Linked DNA regions of Pan troglodytes: regions 2 and 3 are each linked to region 1. A link is a contact called in public Hi-C and HiChIP or PLAC-seq data. All regions are on one chromosome and are shown on one strand. Each heading gives the region's core, a stretch centred on a gene start, on an enhancer-like site or on the middle of the called end of the contact. The rest is flanking DNA. Distances are from core to core; before and after follow the strand shown.

Region 1 (3,851 bases), core at 280-2,779:
CTTTAATCTACTTAATAGTGATATTAGTTTCTGTTTCATAAAGTGAAAATTTCTAATTTTACCTAAAATCTGTTCTAAGTGAGGCATTAAATCTGTGCAGTTTCAAACCAAATTTGGTGGAAAGATACGTAAATCAGTGAAAAATCCAAATTATGGAAGAGTACACGAAAAACGGTTTTGTTTTGCTTACTTTCAACTAACACCGAGTGTGTGCCAAATAGAGCTCTCAGGATTGAGCTTTGACCATTTGGCACAACTTTTATTTGAAAGTAATTTATTTTAACAAAATTAATATCATGCCACTCTCATTTGAACTGTGACTTCCCTTAGTGACTATCTTGTACGGTTTCTGAAAGCAGTTTGTTATATCAAGGAGGGACAAAAGCGGTAATTTTCATGGCTTTTCAGTTGAATATGAACTTCTTAGAGTAGGGGGAAAAAGGCAAAGAAAAAGAGCAAAAGCAGGAAATGCTATTAGATAAATTAGCCTAGATTCTGTAGCTTCCTTTTCTAAATCTCTTGCTATACGAGATTTAGTACGTAACGATTTCCCGTAAATCAAAGACCTCGGAAAAATATAAGTCGGAAACAATAAAACCTAAATCGTCTTTGCGTTCTCATTTCACAGCGAGTTAAAATGTAGATGCGATGCGGATACTGCGTCCCCTGGCACTGCCTCAATTCAAAAGTTAGCACTTTGCGCTAAGGTGGCTCTGAGCACTCCCCTCCGACCCCGCTTCCCCCCTAGAGGAGCATGAATGCACCACCGGAGCCCCTCCCCTCTTGCTCCTTACAGTTCTGGCAAGGGTCCGACGCGAGGGCTTTGTCCGACTAGTTCCACCTCCCACCCAGTACACCAGAAGGGAGGACAGTCGCTCCGCCCGCAGGGCTGTTCGGACGCGCATGCGCACTGGGGCGTCAGCCGGCCAACCAGCGCGCGACGCACGGCCAGGCTCTCCCACCTGCCCTCGCCCCAGTGGGCGACAGGCTTTGACGGGCTCCTAGCCGCAGTGCCCTCTGAGCCCCCAACCCTGAATTCTCAGCTGGGCCCTCCCGGCTCCACCTGCCCCCAACACCCTCCCCGCTCCGGCGGCGGCAGGGCGCTCGAGGCAAGCCCGGGCAGGGGGACGAGCTGCAGGTGACGCCCTGGTTGGCTGGAGCGTGCCAGGCCTTCCCCCTACGGCGCCTGCGCACAGCCAGGGCGTGGATTCAACCTTCCGCGGTGCCCTGCCTCTAGCTGACGTCAGCACCCTGGTGACTGCTGCACCTTCCCCGCGCGCTTTGAGCCCCCGCCCCTCCGCCTTCTTACCGGCCGCCCTGAGGGGTCTCGGCGCGCTCGGCTGAAAGCTTTAGGAGGCGCGAGCGAGCACTCCGACTAGGCCGGAGGGACTCGGAAAATGATGGTCCGGCAGGTGGTGGGTCCTGACCCAAGGGCCTGCAAGGAACGGAGAAGGGCAACCGAGCACGCGCTGGATCTTGGGGAAGAAGGGGAAAGGGGCTGCTGGAGGACGCGCGCATGCGCCGTGCGGTCCTTCGCCCCGGGCGCCCTGGCAGGGGGCGAGGCTCTGCGGAACTCCCAGAGCTGGCGCCAGGGAACAAGTCTCAGTGGAGAGCCTCGAATTTTAAAAGTCTCATTTAAGTATTTCTTTTGGTTTTCCTTGTATAAATATAGCTAACTTTTAAACATTTCTTTTCCGGCTTGTGTTGTTTGCTTTGGCCCCTTCAGCACCTATTTTTAAACGTTAAGCATTCCCCAGTCAGCATGAAAGTTTTACTGTTAGTTTTATTTTGTTCCTATAACTTTGATTCCCCCCAGAAACTGCCACAGATGAAATCAAGCCAATAGAATTGAAAGCAAAGATCACCTGGTGGCCATGAAGCAGACCATCCTTAGGCAGAAACTCCTTACCTGAAGAATTTAGAGGTAACTAGACTTCCCTGTTACCTAAAGCCAGCATCTGGTACCAGACTTCTTCCCTCCAAATTTAAAAGTAACTAGAATTTCTATGCATCTCCGTAATGCACGCATGTCAAAACTCATTGTGCACCCCTTGCCATCTGCTCCATGTCCCAATCAACCCGTCCCCTACCATCCAGATACTTTATCACCCTCACATACTTGCACAGGAGTTGCATATGCCACTAGTACAAAGTCCTCAGAAAATCCCCCAAGTGTTATGCCTCTCCACAAGGTGGCAAACGGAGATTTGGGAACAATTTGAGTTCATGTCCCTTTTCCATTGTCTGAACTTTGGCAAATTCAATCCAAGTTGGGTTCATTTAGCCAGGATCCCTCTAAGTTCATTCAAGAATTTCGGGCTTTATTGCCTTTGATTTAACCTGGCAAGACACATTTGTGGTATTAACTATTTGCTGTTCCCACGAAGAAAAAATCACGGTCTTTAGCTCGAGTTTGGGCAGACGAAGCTCATGTTGGCAATCCTAATAATAGAGCCGGGGCAGAAGCTGTCCCCAACACAGAACCCAATTGGCAATACCACGCTGCCAATGCCAGCCCAAACAGAGACAGGGGAAGAGAAGATTATATGATAACATGTTTGTTGGAAGGAATGAAATAAAACCTGTTAATTTTTCTAAATTATGAGAGATCACTCAGGACCAAGGACCCTTCCCTTTTCCAAGCTAGACTAATGGAGGCCATGCATAAATATACAGATTTAGATCCTGAAAGCCCTGAGGGCCAATCCCTTCTGGCCGTACATTTTATAAGTCAGGCTTCCCCAGACATCAGACAAAAACTCCAAAAATTAGAGCAAGGCCCACAAACTCCCTTTTGTACTTTATTAAAAGCAGCCTTTAAGGACACTGAAGTTGAGAATGTCCCAAACCTCCAGGTTGCAAGCCATCCCTGGGACCCTGTCCTCACTGCAAATTGGAAGAATGAGTGTCCCTCCCTCATGAAGGGGGGGCCATCTCTTCCTTCTAGGCTATGACAGCCACAGTCTCACCAACCTACCTGACAAGGGGATCCTGCAGAACGAGGGTGAGGGTGAGGGCGAGAGCAAGGGCAAACACCTCTAATTCTATTCCTGGATTATGATCAAGCCTCTGAAATGTCAGTCATCCATCCTCTAGATGGGGCCTTGAAGCCATCCACGGCCCTGTCTTTTCCATCTCTGTGGATGATCCCAGGGCAAATCTGATTGTGGCTGAACAACAGATAATGTTACTTATAGATACAAGGGACAGTTATTCAGCTTTATAAACATTTACTATGGCCCAATGTGCCAGTCCTCCATTTTCCTCATGGATATTGATGGAAAACCCCAATGAGGCTGTTTTACACAGCCATTCCCTTGTAAAATGAAAGGCTATTCCTTTACTCCTTTTTAGCCCTGTTCCATTAGGTTGTGATTTACAAAATTACAAGCTAATTTACAGCTAAGGCCCCACCTTCTAGCTGTATTAACACTTCACCAAAAGAGCCCCTGCAGCTTCTCCCAGATAGCAATCTACTTCAGTATGTGGATGACTTACTAATCTGTAGTCCTAACAAGGCTGTTCCAGACCAAAATACAGTATTAGTATTCAACAAACTTGCTAATTGTGGGTACAAAGTATCTCCTTGTAAAGCACAAATATCCACACAAAGGGTTCAATTTTGGGGTCTTATTTTAATTCCCAGTGAAAAAGCCTTTGTAGTGCTTGTACAGATCTTAAACGTGACAATTGTGGTAACTAAACAACAGCTTCAGTCATTTTTGGGTAAGGCTGGGTTTTGCAGAATATGGATTCCTTCCTTTGAGTTAATAGCAAAACCTTTATATGAAGCCCTCAAGGGAACTCAGGAACAGTCTCTATACTGGACTAATGATATGAAGCATGCTCTA
Region 2 (4,103 bases), core at 515-3,014, 140 kb before region 1:
AAACCTCATGGTTATAGGCTCGAGTGCTGTGGCACTCGGAGAAATCAGGTATTAGCAGAACTTCGAGATTCAAAAAGCTGTATAGGTCTTAAAATCAGAGCTGCACTCCCAGTGGCTGCTTCCCGAACTTTGCAAGTGCTGGTGAAGCCAATCTGGTTGATCTGTTTGATCACACTAAATGTGGGTGCTATCCATGCTAACCACCTATCACGTTGAAAAACATCCAGTAAGTACATCCCAAACACAGAGAACCTGCTCAAACTCTTCTATGATGGGAAAATTTTGTTCTCAAACAAAACTTGAAAACTCTTCTCACCACTATGGGTGGTTCTGAGTCACTCAAGAACATTATATCGAGTGGAAATTAATGGACAAATTAGGCATTGACAAGCAGTTTCTATTTTCCTTTTTGTATGTGTTGGATATTTTCCAATTGCCCCTCCATATTCAGTCTCAGTCCTCAGCCCTGCTGTGACACTTGGGAGACTGAGTTTCCTGGATTGCCCTCTGGCTTCCAGTTGAGTTGGGCCAATGGGAAGCCCTGGCAGGAGATCAGAAGAAAGCTGGGTTCAGGTTATTTATTACCTCAGCTTCCTTTGTGCTGGACTATGGCTTGGATGTAGCCCTCAACTGAAAGCCACAGTTTCTCTCAGATGGCCTGCTCCTAGGGGTGAGAATAGCTTCTAAATGTTGCTAGCCATGGGATTCTGCACCACTCCGTGTTGCATTTCCTTAACCCTGTCCACTTTGTGTAAATCGCCCCTTGTGAACTCTCCCCACTTACCTTGTTTGAATGTGCCATCTGTTTCTCTATCACCTCGTCACCGTCTTCCTGGTGTTCAAGATCTATTCTCTGTTTCCATCTTTGGTGACTGGGGCATTAAAAAGGGGTGGATCAGATGAGTAAAGCAAAGCCTCAGGGCACAAATGGGCATCATCAATGCCCATCTGAAAGATCAATCGTCAACATGTTGCAGCCTGCCACTAGGAAGCACAAACCAGAGGACTACCAGGACAGCAGCTTGTAGCATGCCCTCCAATGGCAGCAGATGGCCTTATGGCTTTGGCTGTGCACCCTCAAGGTTCTCTGGCACTGGCAATAGATGACATTTGCTCCTACAGGGGGTGGGCAACCTCTCCAGGTTGCTTCACCTCCTCTTCAAGCAGCCCCTCCACCCCCTACCCCCAACCTACTCCTCCCAGATTCCACATATTATTGGGCAATGGCATCATTGTTCACTCACCAGGCGAGCCTAGTTAGAATTCACCCACAGGAGAAAACGAGTGAAGGCCGTGGGAAGCTAAAGTATGGTGCACCTCTGAGCTGGCTATGAACAAGTATTCCTGGGTATGGTGATGATGGGGATGAGCTCGTCTTGGAAAGGCAGGAGTTCTGGCACCTAGCTTCCCGTAGGATCTGGTTCCCCTCTTTGAAGTGTACCCAGGCGAAGAATGAGTGGCTTCCTTAACCCCTTCTCCTGGCCAGGACCAGTCTGCTAGATACTGCTGGCCCTATTTTCACCCCTAGCTTTGGATCCCTTTCTTCCCTGGAGGGAAAGAGGCCTTCAGGGCAGCCCCGCAGACACGACAGGAAGGATGCAAGAAAACAGGCGCGGCTGGGCATCCGAGCGTGGAAGGGAAGTGTCCAACTGAGGGAGGTGAGGGATGTTGGACAAGCCCCGCCGCCCGCCGCATTGGAGCCGGAGAGAAGCAGAGACGTTGGGCCTCCCAGTTTCCTAGAGAGGCCGCGGAGGGCCCCGGGCGCCGACGCGCGTGCGCGACTGGAGCCGCCGGGAGGTAGGCGCGGGACGGGCGGCTGCGGTGGCGGCGGGTGGACCGATTGTCGCTCGGCGGCGGGAGTCGGTGAGAGGCCTGGCGGGGCGCGGGGGTGGGGGTGGCGGCATTGCGGGCGCGGGGCTCCCCGAAGTCCGCGGCATTCTCGGGCCTGCCCGGGCGGCGGACGGGGCCCGGCCTGGAGGCTGCGCCCGTGGCGGGGGTCTGGCGGTGGATCCCGCCCCCGCCACGCTGAGGGCGTATCTAGAACCTCTTTGCCTCCCAGGCGTCCGGGGTAGAGAATCTGGAGCCCGGGTTTCTCCGGGCTTTCTCGTTTCATCCAATTCTGCATATAAAGCGTATTTATCAGAGACAATTAGATAACACGGGAAAGTAAAAGAAAAGTAAAAGTAGCCGCAATCCTGAAATCTGTCTCCAGGCCTCCTGACATTTAAAATATCTGTGCATAATTCTGCACACTGACATCCATAAATATATATTACGAAATGAGAGCGTGCTCTTGCTTTTTAAAAAACCTGTTAGTATTATTGTGAGGAAACACTATTGTGCCAAAATACACATAACATTTACCATACAATACATAAACGTTTACCATTTAACCATTTGGAAGTGTGTAATTCAGTGACATTAAGTATATCCATACTACTGCTTTTTAAAAATTATAATCTCCTGAATTTGTAGAATGCATTTGTTCTTATTTTGGCTAAAATTAGTGCTGGCATTATGACACCACTAAAACATTTTTTTTTTTTTTGCGAGGATAATTAAGAAATCGTGTTTGCAGTTTATTTTCTGTAGGAGACACATTTGCATGAAGCTCTAAATGGTGAAGTGACATTTGTGCAGAAAAATAGCAAAATCTTGTTTGTCAGGGTGGTTATCTTTCACAATGAAGTAACTAGTATATAAAATGCAGTTTTTAAACAAAGGCAGAGCTCTAACCTGCAGCGATTGTAGCACACTCTGACTTGCACAGGCCTAAGAGATCAGAGTATTGTCTCCTTCCGAATTTAAAAGTGGTGGACAGGAAAGAATGTTATTCTGTTTCAAACGGCTTGTAGTGCAAAACTAAAAACTCAGTATTAGGTTGGTTGTTTTGCAAGGAAGTGCCAGGGAGTGGTTTGAGCAGTAATTTGATTAAGCAGTTTCAGAGAGCCTCCATGTGTTGTGTGTGTGTCTGCGTGTGTGTGTGTGCATGCATGTGTGTGCATATTCAGGGACCAAAGAATTAGGCTGCTCTTTTATGTTATCTTAATGAAAGGCAGACACATTTTGGTTAGAAAAAAAAAAAGTCTTACTGTAAGCCGAAAAGATGAGAATGTTTTGAAGATAAACCTCAGTATGCACTTAAAAAGGAAACTGACAAAAAGCATGAAAAATGGCAAGTATTCCACCGGTAGGTTTTCTGTGGCTTCTGGTATCCAGGAAGAATTAGTGCATAAGCAGTCTACGATGTCAGAGAGTAAACTATAGTAAAACATAACACTGTATTTTGCAATTTTCAAGATTTTGTATTAGAAACAATGTGAAAGAGTACATTTCTGTGACTCTCAGGCGAATTGTTAGGTGTTCTGTAAGATTGAATTTATGAATTTCTTTTTTTCCTTCCTATTCTTAAATTTATTTTCTTTTTCCTTGTTTATTTTATTTATTTTATTTTTGAGACAGAGTTTCACTCTTGTTGCCCAGGCTGGAGTGCAGTGGTGCAAACTCGGCTCACTGCAGCCTCCGCCTCCCGGGTTCAAGTGATTCTCCTGCCTCAGCCTCCCAAGTAGCTGGGATTACAGGCGTGTGCCACCACGCCCAGCTAATTTTTGTATTTTAAGTAAAGACGGGGTTTCACCGTATTGGTCAGGCTGGTCTCGAACTCCCGACCTCGGGTGATCTGCCTGCCTCAGCCTCCCAAAGTGCTGGGATTACAGGCGTGAGCCACGGTGCCCGCCTCTTGTTTTATATTACTATGTAGCAGCTGTCACTGTTTAGCATACCACGAATCTGTCTCCTCATAGACGCCTCAAGGCAGTACTGGAACATACAGTAGGTTCTCAATAAATATATGACAAATTAATGAAAGAAGGAATCCAAATTGGTAGATAAAAATTGACAGTATTAAATGTCCTCGATTTTTAAGAGCCACTTACCAAGTTAATCTTTAATACCTGGCTGAGCATGGTGGCTCATGCCTGTAATCCCAGCACTTTGGGAGGCTGAGGTGGGTGGGTCACCTGAGGTCAGGAGTTCAAGACCAGCCTGGCCAACATGGTGAAACCCCATCTCTACTAAAAATACAAAAAATTAGCTGGGCATGG
Region 3 (4,354 bases), core at 951-3,450, 170 kb before region 1:
AGACATGGCAAATCCTGGCTCTACTAAAAATGCAAAAATTAGCTGGGGATGGTGGCCTGTGTCTGTGGTCCCAATTACCGGGTGGCTGAGGCAGGAGAATCACTTGAACCCAGGAGGGGAGGCGGAGGTTGCAGTGAGCCGAGATCACACCACTGCCCTCCAGCCTGGGTGACAGAGGGAGGCTCCGTCTCAAAATAAATAAATAAATAAATGAAGGAATTCCTAATGCTAAATGCCACATAATCAAACTGAAATTTTATGGAAGTATGTGAATCCCCTAACAGACCAGTTTTTCCTGCAAACAGGAGATTCATAGCAACCATTCAGAAAGGGCCCAGTTAACCCCAGTCAGCATAAGGAAGGCCCCCTCTGCTTTAATCCTTAAAAGAAAAGTAACCTGATGTTAATCAATCTATTTTTTCTATTGTTTGGTTTTCTTGTTCCCACTTTTAAAAACCCACTGTTCTGCTACATGCTGTTAGTCTACTTTATAGAAGTTTTTACTATTTTGTACCTGCTTCTCCAACTCATAATGTTACACAGCCTCTCCAGGTTGTAGCCCAAGAAGCAGCCTGCTCTTTCTCATTCTCTCTCTCTCTTCCTTCTCTCTTTCATTCCTTTTCTCTCTTTCTCACTTCGCTCCCTCCCTTCCTCCCTTCCTTCCTTGGGTCTCGCTCTGTCGCCCAAGCTGGAGTACGCTGCCCCAGTCATAGCTCACTGCAGCCTCGACCTCCCCGGCCCAAGCGATCCTTCCGCCTCTGCCTCCACAGTAGCTAGGACTACAGGCGCGCACCACCAAGCTCAGCTAATGCTCTTTCTGGTCTGAGTTTTGACCCTTATCCTAACCTGTTGTTCTTTGAGTACACTCTGGGCCTTGATGCGTTGGGTCATTCCTGCTTTCCCAGGTGGTAACCGTTCCTGGGCAGGGATTTTAGTTTTCCTTGGAATCTTGCCCTCCTCACTATCCTGCCCACAACCTTCTACCCCTAGCTTCTGGGATCTCAGCTAGGAGCCATGCTATCCCCAACTCTCCCTCTACAGGGACGTGGGACGGGAGAGCTTTTATGAAGCACCGTAGTGAAAAGACCAAAAGATTTGGATTCAGTGGCTATTCCAGTTACTGACTCTACTTCCTTGGGCAACTCAAATCAATGCATGGCAGCCAGTGTGTTATGAGCTACCGGAAGTATACAGAAAAGTACCAGAAGAAATACAAGCATTATCATCAGTCGCTGTCAATTAAATAACTCTGTTACATTTCAACACAGTGTTCGTAATTACATTTCAACACAGTGTTCGTAACCACTTGACATTGATGTATTTGTGTAATTTCTATTATCTGTTTTTCCCACAAAGCTGTATATCCATCCAAAGTGGGCAATTGAGTGTCTTGGTCAGTCATGTGCAGCCTGATGACCCTTGAACAGTTGCAAAAGTGCGCCTAGGGCTTGTAGCATTTACTTAAAAGGGGATAATGAACTCTCACGGCCAGTGCTGGGCTTATTGCCTTGTTTGGGAATTTCTCCATTCAAGGGTTTTATGTTTGGGGATGTGCTGGCCCTATTTTTTTGTTTGTTTGTTTTTTGAGACGGAGTCTGGCTCTGTCTCCCAGGCTGGAGTGCAGTGGCACGATCTCGGCTCACTGCAACCTCCGCCTCCCAGGTTCAAAAGATTCTCCTGCCTCAGCCGCCGAAGTAGCTGCCATTACAGGCGCCGGGCCACCACACCCAGCTACTTTTTTTTATTTTTAGTAGACACGCGGTTTCACCGTGTTAGCCACCGATCTCCTGACCTCGTGATCCGCCCGCCTCGGCCTCCCAAAGTTCTGGGATTACAGGCGTGAGCCACCGCGCCAGGCCGCTGGCTCTATTTTCACCGCTAGCTTTGGATCCCTTTCTTCCCTGAAGGAAAAGAGGCCTCCAGGGCAGCCGTGCAGAACCGATGGGAGGGATGTAGGATAATACGCCAAAGCCGATAGAGGTCTGGGGCGCGCCTGGGCATCAGAGCGTGGAAGACAAGTGTCCTGCGGAGGGAGGCGAAGGATGTTGGACAAGCCCCGCCGCCCGCCGCCCGCCGCCCGCCGCCCGCCGCCCGCCGCCCGCCGCCCGCCGCCAGCGGCCCTGGGCCCAGGGAGAAGCAGAGATGTTGGCCCTCCCAGTTTCCTAGAGAGGCCGCGGAGGGCCCGGGGAGGCGACGCGCGTGCGCAACTGGGGAAGCTGGGAGGTAGGCGCGGGGCGGTCGGCTGCGGTGGCGGCGTTTGGATGATTGTCTCTCGGCGGCGGAGTCGGTGAGCGGCCCGGCGGGGCGCGGGGTGCGGAGCGGGGGCGGCTGTGCGTGCGAGAGTGGCAGGCGAGGCCGGGCCTGGAGGCTGCACCCGGGGCGGGGGTCTGGCCGTCCCGCCCGGCCGCGCCGAGGGCATACCTCTTCGCCCCCCGGGCGTCTGGGGCAGAGAATCTGGAAGATCCCCGGTTTCTCCTGGCTTTATCTTTTCACCCAATTATGCGAATAAAGCGTACTTATTAGAGACAATTAGATAAGTGGAAGAAAAGTGAAAGTAGCCACCGTCCGGAAATCTTAGGACATTGAAAACATCTGGCATAGACTTCTCCCTTTTTCTTGTCTTATTTCACTTCCTGGCACCTGTCGCCGTCTAACATAGCATGTATTTGTTTATTGGTTATCTTCCCATAAGCCCCTTGCCAGGGCAGTGCTTTTTGTTTGCTTTATTAACTGCTGTTACCTTAGTGTATGGGAAATAGTAGGTGCTCCTAGAAGGTGTTTGCTAAATTAATGAAAGAAGGAATATCTAAACTGGGAGACAAGAAGAATTGACAGTTTTTAATGTCTTTTTTTTTTTTAATAGCCCATTGCCAAGTTAAGAATGTAAGAGTGACCTTGAGCTTGGAACATTTCCTTGCAGAGTTAGAGCCCTCACAGCCTGTGCTGCTGCATTTAATGCCTTGTGTCTTTCACTGTTTCAGGCTTCATGTGTACTCCTTTGTTGTGTTTAATCTCTTAAGTCAGTGGCCTTCATTCATTCTCTCAGCTTTCTGTATTTCACACCCCATAGGAGTGGGGAGGGTGGATTGAGATCTTTCTTCCTTACTAAGTGGGGTGTGTGCATCACACCAGCCCTATAGCTGTGGAGTGGATCTGCTGGGTGTGGGGGATCTTTGCATTGCAGGAGGCTGGATCTTGTTCTCTGTTTCTCCTTTTGCTGTAAGTATACGCTGTACCTCTTGGGGCCTGACGGGTTGGTATCTGTCCTCAGCGACCTCAAATCATGTGCTATCCCTTCCTTGGATGGCCTTTTAATCTTGGCAGCACAGCCTGGCCACCTGGTGAATAGTGGAACAGTCATGGTGATGCATAAGGATCTAGTATGTTCCTTTTAGGTGCTGTATGGTATTTCATCCTATAAAAATGCTACTTTTATTTAGCCATATTGATGGACAAGTAGGTTAAATCCAGTATTATGTTATTACAGAGAATATTTTAGTAAATACCTGTGTAAATGTCTGAATACCCGTGCAAGTGTTTTTCAGGGCAGATTCTTACAAGTTAAATTCCTGTAGTGTAAGGAATATGTCTTTTTAGTTTTACTGTGGACTTTCAAACTATCCTTCCTGTTGGCTATTACATTTCCACATCTATTAGTGGTTTGTGTTTGGTATTTTTTTCTTTTGCTTTTCTTTTGGACAGAGATTTTTTTCATATTGATGTATTCAAATATATTCACTCTTTTCATTTTGTTGTCTTAAGAAATTCTTGGTTACACCAGGGTTCTTAGAGTCTTTATGGTTTTTTTTTTTTTTTTTTAGCTTTTAGCTTTTAGCTTTTTTTTTTTTTTTTTTTTTTTTTTTGAGACAGAGTCTCACTCTGTGTCACCCAGGCTGGAGTGCAGTGGCACGATCTTGGCTCACTGCAGCCTCTGCCTCCTGGGTTCAAGCAATTCTCTGCCTCAGCCTCCCGAGTATCTGAGATTACAGGCGCCTGCCACCACATCTGGCTTTTTTTTTTTTTTTTAAAGTAGAGATGGGATTTCACCATCTTGGCTAGGTTGGTCTTGAACTCCTGACCTCGTGATCCACCCACCTTGGCCTCCCAAAGAGCTGGGATTACAGGCGTGAGCCACCCCACCCAGCCTTTTAGCTTTGTTTTTTAAGTTTCTTTATTTTTTGTGTGATTTTACTTACTATTTTTATTTGCCTAGCCAATTGTCCCAACACAATTCATTGACTAGTTTAATTTTTCCCACTGACTTGTAATGCTACTGTTACCAGCTCTCAAGGGGAGTCGTTTGACTTCAGTGGGTCCTTTACCTGCCTGGTGGTGTTCATGCCAATAAAATGAG

What was found. A called contact is a pair of places that touch in the nucleus more often than the background predicts. HiChIP or PLAC-seq counts read pairs in DNA pulled down with a chosen protein or histone mark.
Region 2: a contact with region 1 is called in a Hi-C map of stem cell-derived neural progenitor cells, with 1.8 times the contacts expected there. The contact joins the promoter of ZNF445 here to the promoter of TCAIM in region 1.
Region 3: an H3K4me3 HiChIP or PLAC-seq map of stem cell-derived excitatory neurons shows a contact between it and region 1, with 2.2 times the contacts expected there. The contact joins the promoter of ZNF852 here to the promoter of TCAIM in region 1. A contact is called at or near these places in 1 of 7 Hi-C or Micro-C datasets (stem cell-derived neural progenitor cells) and 1 of 1 datasets of contacts at active chromatin or transcription factors (stem cell-derived excitatory neurons).

The regions. Positions count from the first base shown.
Region 1 is chr2:48,333,265-48,337,115 of NHGRI_mPanTro3-v2.0_pri, reverse strand. TCAIM (T cell activation inhibitor, mitochondrial) reads right to left here and starts at 1,529. Exons shown (of 11, transcript XM_516398.7): 1 at 1,310-1,529.
Region 2 is chr2:48,473,361-48,477,463 of NHGRI_mPanTro3-v2.0_pri, reverse strand. ZNF445 (zinc finger protein 445) reads left to right here and starts at 1,764. Exons shown (of 8, transcript XM_063806736.1): 1 at 1,764-1,863. It overlaps LOC104005537 (a long non-coding RNA gene), which reads right to left and starts at 1,749. Exons shown (of 3, transcript XR_678917.5): 1 at 1,245-1,749; 2 at 785-872.
Region 3 is chr2:48,506,568-48,510,921 of NHGRI_mPanTro3-v2.0_pri, reverse strand. ZNF852 (zinc finger protein 852) reads left to right here and starts at 2,200. Exons shown (of 4, transcript XM_054680617.2): 1 at 2,200-2,287.